Linked DNA regions of Hordeum vulgare: region 2 is linked to region 1. Evidence: chromatin contacts called from public Hi-C data. All regions are on one chromosome and are shown on one strand. Each heading gives the region's core, a stretch centred on a gene start, on an enhancer-like site or on the middle of the called end of the contact. The rest is flanking DNA. Distances are from core to core; before and after follow the strand shown.

Region 1 (3,514 bases), core at 2-2,501:
TAGCCGCCTTATCTATCGTTAGTTACGCTTAATCAAGGACGTCAGTTCGTCTCTCACATCACAAGATACTCATCGCCCGTCACAGTATCTTTTGCAACAAACATAAACCGCTCCATTGCAGCGGACTTCATCATAGATCGAGCGTGCGACGGTTGCCGTCGGCCGGTTGTAGCATGATCGATGTTGAGGTGGAGCTGCAATGAAACACCGTCGGTGACCGCCGCTGCTGCGATGGAGTATTGCTTGGTCGCCTGATGCCGTGGTGGAGCTTTAATGCAACACCATCGGGGTGTCGCCGTGGCTGCGGTGGAGCATCGTTGGACCGCCAACAGCTCCGGTCGCGCTTGCGAGGGCTATGTCACATGACCGACAGCCGACAACCGCCACATCATAGCATTGCCGAACTCTACATCGCAGCACCGACGACCACCACGGGCCCCATAGCAGCACAACACCGATGAGGGATGCATTGTAGCCCCGGCGGCCAACGACGAGCGCCGTGTCGCAGCGCCGGCAACACCGCCGAATGTTGCATCACAGCACCGGAAACCGTCGATAGTTGCTCCGTCTCATCGTCGGAGCATCTCTGCAGCATCGCGAGTGTTTGATGACAACGTGTGATGTGTTGCATCCCAACATGGCCGTCGGTTTTGCATGTATATTTTTGAGAAACTTGAGCAGCAAAGCTTCACGAGGAGAGGGACGAGAGGTTAGAGACCAAGAAAGTGGATTACGTATTCATGTTTTTCTGAGAGAAAAAGAAGAAATGGTTGGTTTACGCTCGCGGAAGAGAAGAGATAACGTTTGGTGGCCGGTGGCTGACGCGACTTGCGCACGAGGCGAGCAACGCACATCGAGTCGATCGGACGCGTCACGAAGCGGTTTACCGCAGCCAGAAATTAGTCGGTTGGTTTTAAACATTTTCCCCTTATTAATGCCTATTTCTTGAGTGAGCAGCCAAACTAGAAACTCCCAAGTGAGCAGCCAAACTAGAAACTCCCAAGTGAGCAGCCATAAAGCAAGAACAATCTTTACCATTGTTTTAAAGGAACATCCTGGCGGCTGTAGTTTTCTTTCTTTTGAGTGTTTTTGACGTGATTCTTTTGAGGGTTTCTTGGCAGCTGCCTTTTTTTTTCTTTGTTTATCTTTTTTTTGGGTGACAGCAGCGGCAGCTAAAATTCGGGAACAGCATTCTGGTCCGTTCTGCGGGCCTTTATAACGGACTGCTTGGGCCATGCTACTGCCGCATAAAACTATGCGTAGGAGACGGTGACCAGCTCACCAGCGTATGGCGCAGCCAGGATACAAAGCTGTTTTCCACTCGAGCAACCGCTAAACCCTTTCAAAAGAAAATCCCCAAATCTCGCACGCTCCAAGTCCAAGGCCCGAAACCCTAGCTCTCTGCTTCGTCCCCACCACCGCCCCCCATGGCGCCAGGGCTCAAACGCTTCACCGACGTCGCGGCAGACGGCGCGCCCCGCCTCGACGACGCCGCCGGAGAGGAGCTCGTCTGCGTGGAGCGCGCCGCCTCGGTCGCCCTCGGCAGCCGCGCGCCGGAGCCCCCGGGAACCCTCTTCATCACCACCAGGTAGAGGGCGCGAGCTGATGGATTTCGCGCCCTCCTGCCGCACCGGCACCGAGGCCGTCTCTTCCGGCGCCTTACTTTTCCTGCCCGTTTGCGTTTCTGTTCTCAGGAGGGTGATTTGGCTCAGCGAGGCGGAGAAGGACAAAGGATACGTGGTGGACTTCCTGGACATCACGCTCCACGCAGTGTCACGCGACCCGGAGGCGTACCCCTCGCCGTGCCTCTACACTCAGGTGATTGAGGGTACAACCGCCCTGTGAAATTTTGTGGTGCTGGTGACTAATTTGGAAAACAGTCGATCACTTGTATTTCCTTACTTTTTAACATTTGTGGCTTGTTTGAAGTTGGGGGTGTACTTGGACTGACCTTTGTAAGTCATTTAGTCCTCATGTTCTGTTGGTATTATTTGCTGCAGTTTGTTTTGGTGGTTTATATTGTTAGTTCCTCTCGGCACACAACACGCATGTCAGGGGGCTCATTTGAGCATATAAAGCTTTTTTTGCTGTTTCTTTTATATTAGTGCCTTGTAGCTTGGATGAACAAGGAGATTTGGGTTGTGGGAAATTTAATATGGCAGATAAGTCATTTAGTGTATGATTTGTGTCACATGTAGCATGCATATTTTGATATCTTATGATTACAGTTATAGGTCTAGCTGTAACATCAAGGATTGTCTGGCACCATTATGCCTTTGGAATGTCACTTGGTTCGGTGGGATGTTAAACATGAGATATCCTGAGTCGTGTGGTTCATCAAATGAGTTGCTTAAAACGTAGCTAAGGTCATATATTTCTGTGGTTGGAGTGGACTAAACTCCATATTACACAGTTCTTTATTAAGATATACTCTCTGTATATGCACATGGGCCGCCAAATGCAGCCTCTGTGTCTCTTTTCTTGATAGCTAGCAGTGACCTGTGGCTAGCAGTGACCTGTGTCATATCTCATTGACTTGCCATTTGCAGCCCGTTTGTTAGTCTGCTGCTAGTGTTTTAGGACTTGTATCAGCCCTAGGGTGTGGATGATTGAAGTTTTAAAAAGAAAACTAGTTTGGTCTGTTTGCAAAATAAAGCTAGTGTTAGTAAATACCTAACTTTGTTACTACATTTATACTGATTGTTTGGTCCGTTCTGGTTTTGCTCTTTGTGGTCAGTGCTCATTAGATAGCTAAGTAATAATCTCGTTTGTTGGAATGCTATAGCTCTAATGTGTGATACCCCTCTTATACTGTTTATAGATTGAGGCCGAAGCTAACTCCGATGAAGAAGGTGGTGATATGGATGCTGAAGCATATGGTGACTCACAGCTACCAAAAATCTCTGAGTTGCGTATTATACTTGCAGACGCTGGCCAACGTATCCTTCTAAAGTTTTCATATACTTTTGCCCATTATGGCTGATGCTTTTATCTTGCAATGCCTTCTTCTGATTTCATTGTTAAAAACCAGTGGACAGCTTTAGGCTGCCGCCTTTTTTTTTGCAGTTAATTTCTGTTTTCTATTGTTTATTGTAATAGTGATGCTTCGACTTTCTATTTTTCTAATGACTTATCCAGTAAAGGAATTAGTTCTAGAACATGGAATTCGAATCTTTCCTCTTTGCTACTGAAGGTCAAAAATATGTTTAAGTTCATCTGCATTGATGGGAACCACTGCATTCCAATTGTGTTTCCATCATTTCCTATTTTTCAGAAAATGAAGATATGGATGTAACCAAGTACTCCCCCTGTAAACTAATATAAGAGTGTTTAGATCATTAAAGTAGTGATCCAAATGCTTTTATATTAGTTTACAGAGGGAGTAATAATATAGATAAAACTATGTAGTGAACTAGTGATTAGATAAATCTATTATAATTTTGGAAGAAGTTATATAAGCTAATTAGTTCGTAGGTACATCATGCGATGCAATGCAAAAAATGATTCGAGCTCT
Region 2 (3,859 bases), core at 1,317-3,816, 280 kb before region 1:
TGATTACCATACCACATTCTTTACTACATACAGGAATATTAATGTGCAAATATAAGTCAATGTTGCTCCCAGTGAAGCATTCATATCATCAAGTAAGAACGGTTGCATGTTTATCAACTTTTTTAATCCAATGAAACTGATGTTGTAACACATTGGCATGCTATGACAAAAAATGATGAGAAAATATTACATCTCCTCTTACTGCAAATCAACACCAAAAAATATATAGCACGATACATGCACTATATAAGAGATGCAAATCCTGATAATAAGTTCATGCATAAAGCAACCCGATTTGACCTCGTGTGTACAAGCGTTTTCTCTTCATTTTTTGTTTAATTTATTGCTTTATAATTTTTTTTAAAAATGAAACATGTATAGGAATTTTGTAATCATGTGTAAGGAAAATGGTAAGATATTTTGAAAATGTCATATATTTAATAACGTACCAGCCATTTAAACAATGTTTACAAAATGTACAAAAAATATTCGTCTAATTCAGGATAACTCGTAAATAAATGTTCATGGGTTTCAAAAAGTTTTTATGACATTTTCAAAAATATGCTACAACCACAACGGAAATAAAATGTTGCATACTTTAAAAATAAAATTCCTAACAATAAAATAATTTACGTGACATTTTAAAGAAATATTCTGACGATTCCAAAAATGTATGTGGTATTTAGAATATATAATGTGAAACCATATATTCCCATAGGAACAAATGTTTATTTCCACTAAAAATATATACAAAGTATAGTTTGAAAAAAATGTAACTTTGTATTCATAAAATGTATTTTTTAAAATATACATCATGTACTTAAAAAAATCCAAAGTGTATCATAAAAAAGTTCACATGTATTCTAAAAATATATTTTGTACTGCAAAAAATCGGACATGTGTGGACAAAAGGGGAAACCAAAAAAATCGGCAAAGAAAACGATGAAAAACATGGATAACAATGAAAAACGAAGCAAAATAATTATTTTTTGAAGAAACCAAGTATAACAAAAATAACGAGCCTACGAAGAGGGGCAATCGAAACCTCTCTAAATGTCTTTTATTTGCGGAAGACTGCTAGATGTCGCCCACAACTTTCTTTTGTTGAGAAAAGTATAGATTTCCCCTCAATTTCGGCTATTGGCATCAAATACCTTCTCAACTTTAAAACAAGTTTCTTAGGCCCCTAAATTGTGGCAAACCAGAAAAATCTCCACCCCCAATGGTTTTGGACATGATTTGTGGCGGCATTGCCTTTGACTGTGCTAACTGGTTTTGATGACGTGCCATCCCCAATTGAAGAACACCTGCCGTCGCTCTTGCCTCGCTTGTCATTCAAGAAGCTCCCCAGACGAGGGTCTTTAACTGGAGAAAGAATAAAACAAAAGAAAAACAAAGTTAGTATGCACAAGCAGTGTGATGTCCTAGTGGTTGGTGCACTGCTATGGGACAATTGAGGTCCAAAGTTTGAATTTGTCGCCATGCATGTTTCTTTTTGTAGTTTTAACACACACAAAAAAAGTCAGCCCCAGCGCGAAGGGGTGTATGCAAACCACCTGGCCACCCAACGGGCCTGGTATCTTATAACCTTTTACTTTTTTCTTCTTCTTTTTTCTTTTCAATTGTTTCCTTTTTCATTTCTACTTTTTCTTTTTCATGGTTCAATGAACTATTCTTCAAATTGATGAACTTTTTTTGAAAATTTGATGAACCTTTTTAAAATTTTGATGAAGTTTTTTTTGAATTGCATGAACTGTTTTTTCAATTTCAATGATCTTTTTTACAGATAATTTGTTTCAAAATTGATGAACGTTTTTTAAATTGAATGAACTTTTTTTCAAATGGATGAACTTTTCCAAATCGGTGAGCTTTTTAAATTCGATGATTTTTATTCAAAGTTGATGATTTTTTTGCAAATTCGATGATTCCTTTTTAAATTTTGTTTCAAAATTGATTAAGTTATTTCAAAATCGATGAACTTTTTTTGAAATAAGTTTTTTGAAATTCAACAAACTGTTTTCATTAAAAAACTTTTTCCAAAAAATATATATAATTACTCAAAATTCTCAGTGACATAGTAAATGACTGAGTAATATATAGCGCGGCTGCATTAGTTCTAAAATAACCCGAGTTGCAATATTTCTGTAGCGTTTTGACAGACTGACACTGTAGTAATCCCTCCATTTTAAAATTATTGTCTTAGGTTTGTTTAGATATTGATGTGTCTAAATACTAAAACTTGAGTAGACACATTCATATCTAGATAAATCTAAGATAAGAATTTTAGAACCAAGGGAGTAGTTAGCTAAGCAATTACAGGGATGTGCGGCGCGAGCCCTATTCCCCGTAGTGCGAATATTTTCGGTGGTTTTGTCGCGCTATAATTCTGTGTACTGCGTTGCGCGTTCATGGGCCGTCCTACTAGTGGCTGCACTGGGCGCGAGTACGCTTCCGCGGCGCTTAACGCGCCAAATATAGCCGGGGTGATTTTGTTTTTTTGTTGGAGAAACTACTCTGTGCTTGCTACCTCTAATATTTGCCCGTGAGCGAGCAGATCACCACCGAAGCCCTTTAAGCCCAAAGGAATTTCTACCTCTTCTTCTTCACCTTGCTGCCGTATGCCCACCGTGGCCATTCCGGTCGTCTCGTCGCTCGACACTCGGCTCCCTCCACAGAAAGGCTAATGGCGACCGCCATGCGGAGCACCCGCCTCCTACGGCTCGGCTTCCGTCACGTCCCTTCTCTCCTCTTCCGAGGACCCCTGTTCCCCTCCCCGAGCCCGGGCCTGGGCCTGGGCCTGAGCGTTGGCAGGGTCGGGTTGGTCCACCTCCGATGCTCGGCGGCCGAGGCCGGCGACGGCAGGGGTAAGAAGGTGTCAGCGCGACTAGCGCTGGCACAGCAGGTGATGCGCGACGCCGAGGAACGCGCAGCCTCAGCCGGCTCTGATCCCGCCCCCAAGATCACCATGGGTAACGCACTCCAACCGCCCTAATTGCCCCCATTGGTACATCAAATCCGAATTGATGGCCGCATGCTCTAGAAATAGAGTAGTAAGTAAAACTGTTTCAATCCTAGCAAAGTTCCGTATTAAGAATTAGAGTTTTTAATTTGTAGCTTATGACTAGAAACATAGAAGATGGGGATCACGAGGTACCGTATTTGCTAAAGGCTCGGGAGGATTACAATTCCTCTGCAGTAAAAATGTAATTTATGGAGCACGAAATGGGCACCTGATGTAGGTCCATAAGTCCATTCTACCTAGCCATCTAGCCCCCAGGGAGTTGGCCCTCCTGATTGCTCATTCAAGTATATGTGTATCTGCTACTCATGCATACATTTCATGCTAAGGACATCGTTCTGCTGGCATTTACATAGCGCCCTAGAATTTTTAAGCTGGCGGTGTGGTGAATGCGAGCTTTGAAGTTGATTTGGTTGCTCTGTTGCCAATCTGCTTTTATTAAGCAGAAACCGGTACTGTGGAAAGCAAGTTAATTAAGCTTGACAAGTAGCTAGGCTTGCTTGCCTTATAGCTTGAAGCAAAAAAGAAGAAATAAATATTAGGTACAGATGTGAGGCAATAGTGAACTTTTGGTTAGTAAACTGCTTTATCTAACCTGTAAGTTCATGTAAGATGTGATGGAGCATCTGGCCTGATTTTTGCAAGTTGCAAGTAAAATGCATATTCTTGTCACGACTTGTTTCAGGTATTTGACTATGTACTGGAATAAGGAAAATAGTTTGAAGAAGTCGCTAAACTGCGATCATATATATAGCATACATTACAACTATTTATGTCAGCGGTCAGTAGCGGAGCTACAACAAAAAACCAGGGCAGGCCAATCTAAGCTTCATTTTTTTC

Evidence for each region. A called contact is a pair of places that touch in the nucleus more often than the background predicts.
Region 2: a contact with region 1 is called in a Hi-C map of seedling, with 6 times the contacts expected there. The contact joins the promoter of LOC123449153 here to the promoter of LOC123449151 in region 1. A contact is called at or near these places in 5 of 6 Hi-C or Micro-C datasets (leaf and seedling) and 1 of 1 datasets of contacts at active chromatin or transcription factors (embryo).

What each region holds. Positions count from the first base shown.
Region 1 is chr4H:500,533,120-500,536,633 of MorexV3_pseudomolecules_assembly, reverse strand. It overlaps LOC123449151 (chloride conductance regulatory protein ICln), which reads left to right and starts at 1,251. Exons shown (of 7, transcript XM_045126255.1): 1 at 1,251-1,588; 2 at 1,695-1,818; 3 at 2,822-2,939. The coding sequence starts at 1,428.
Region 2 is chr4H:500,817,306-500,821,164 of MorexV3_pseudomolecules_assembly, reverse strand. It overlaps LOC123449153 (peptidyl-tRNA hydrolase ICT1, mitochondrial), which reads left to right and starts at 2,566. Exons shown (of 8, transcript XR_006631961.1): 1 at 2,566-2,969.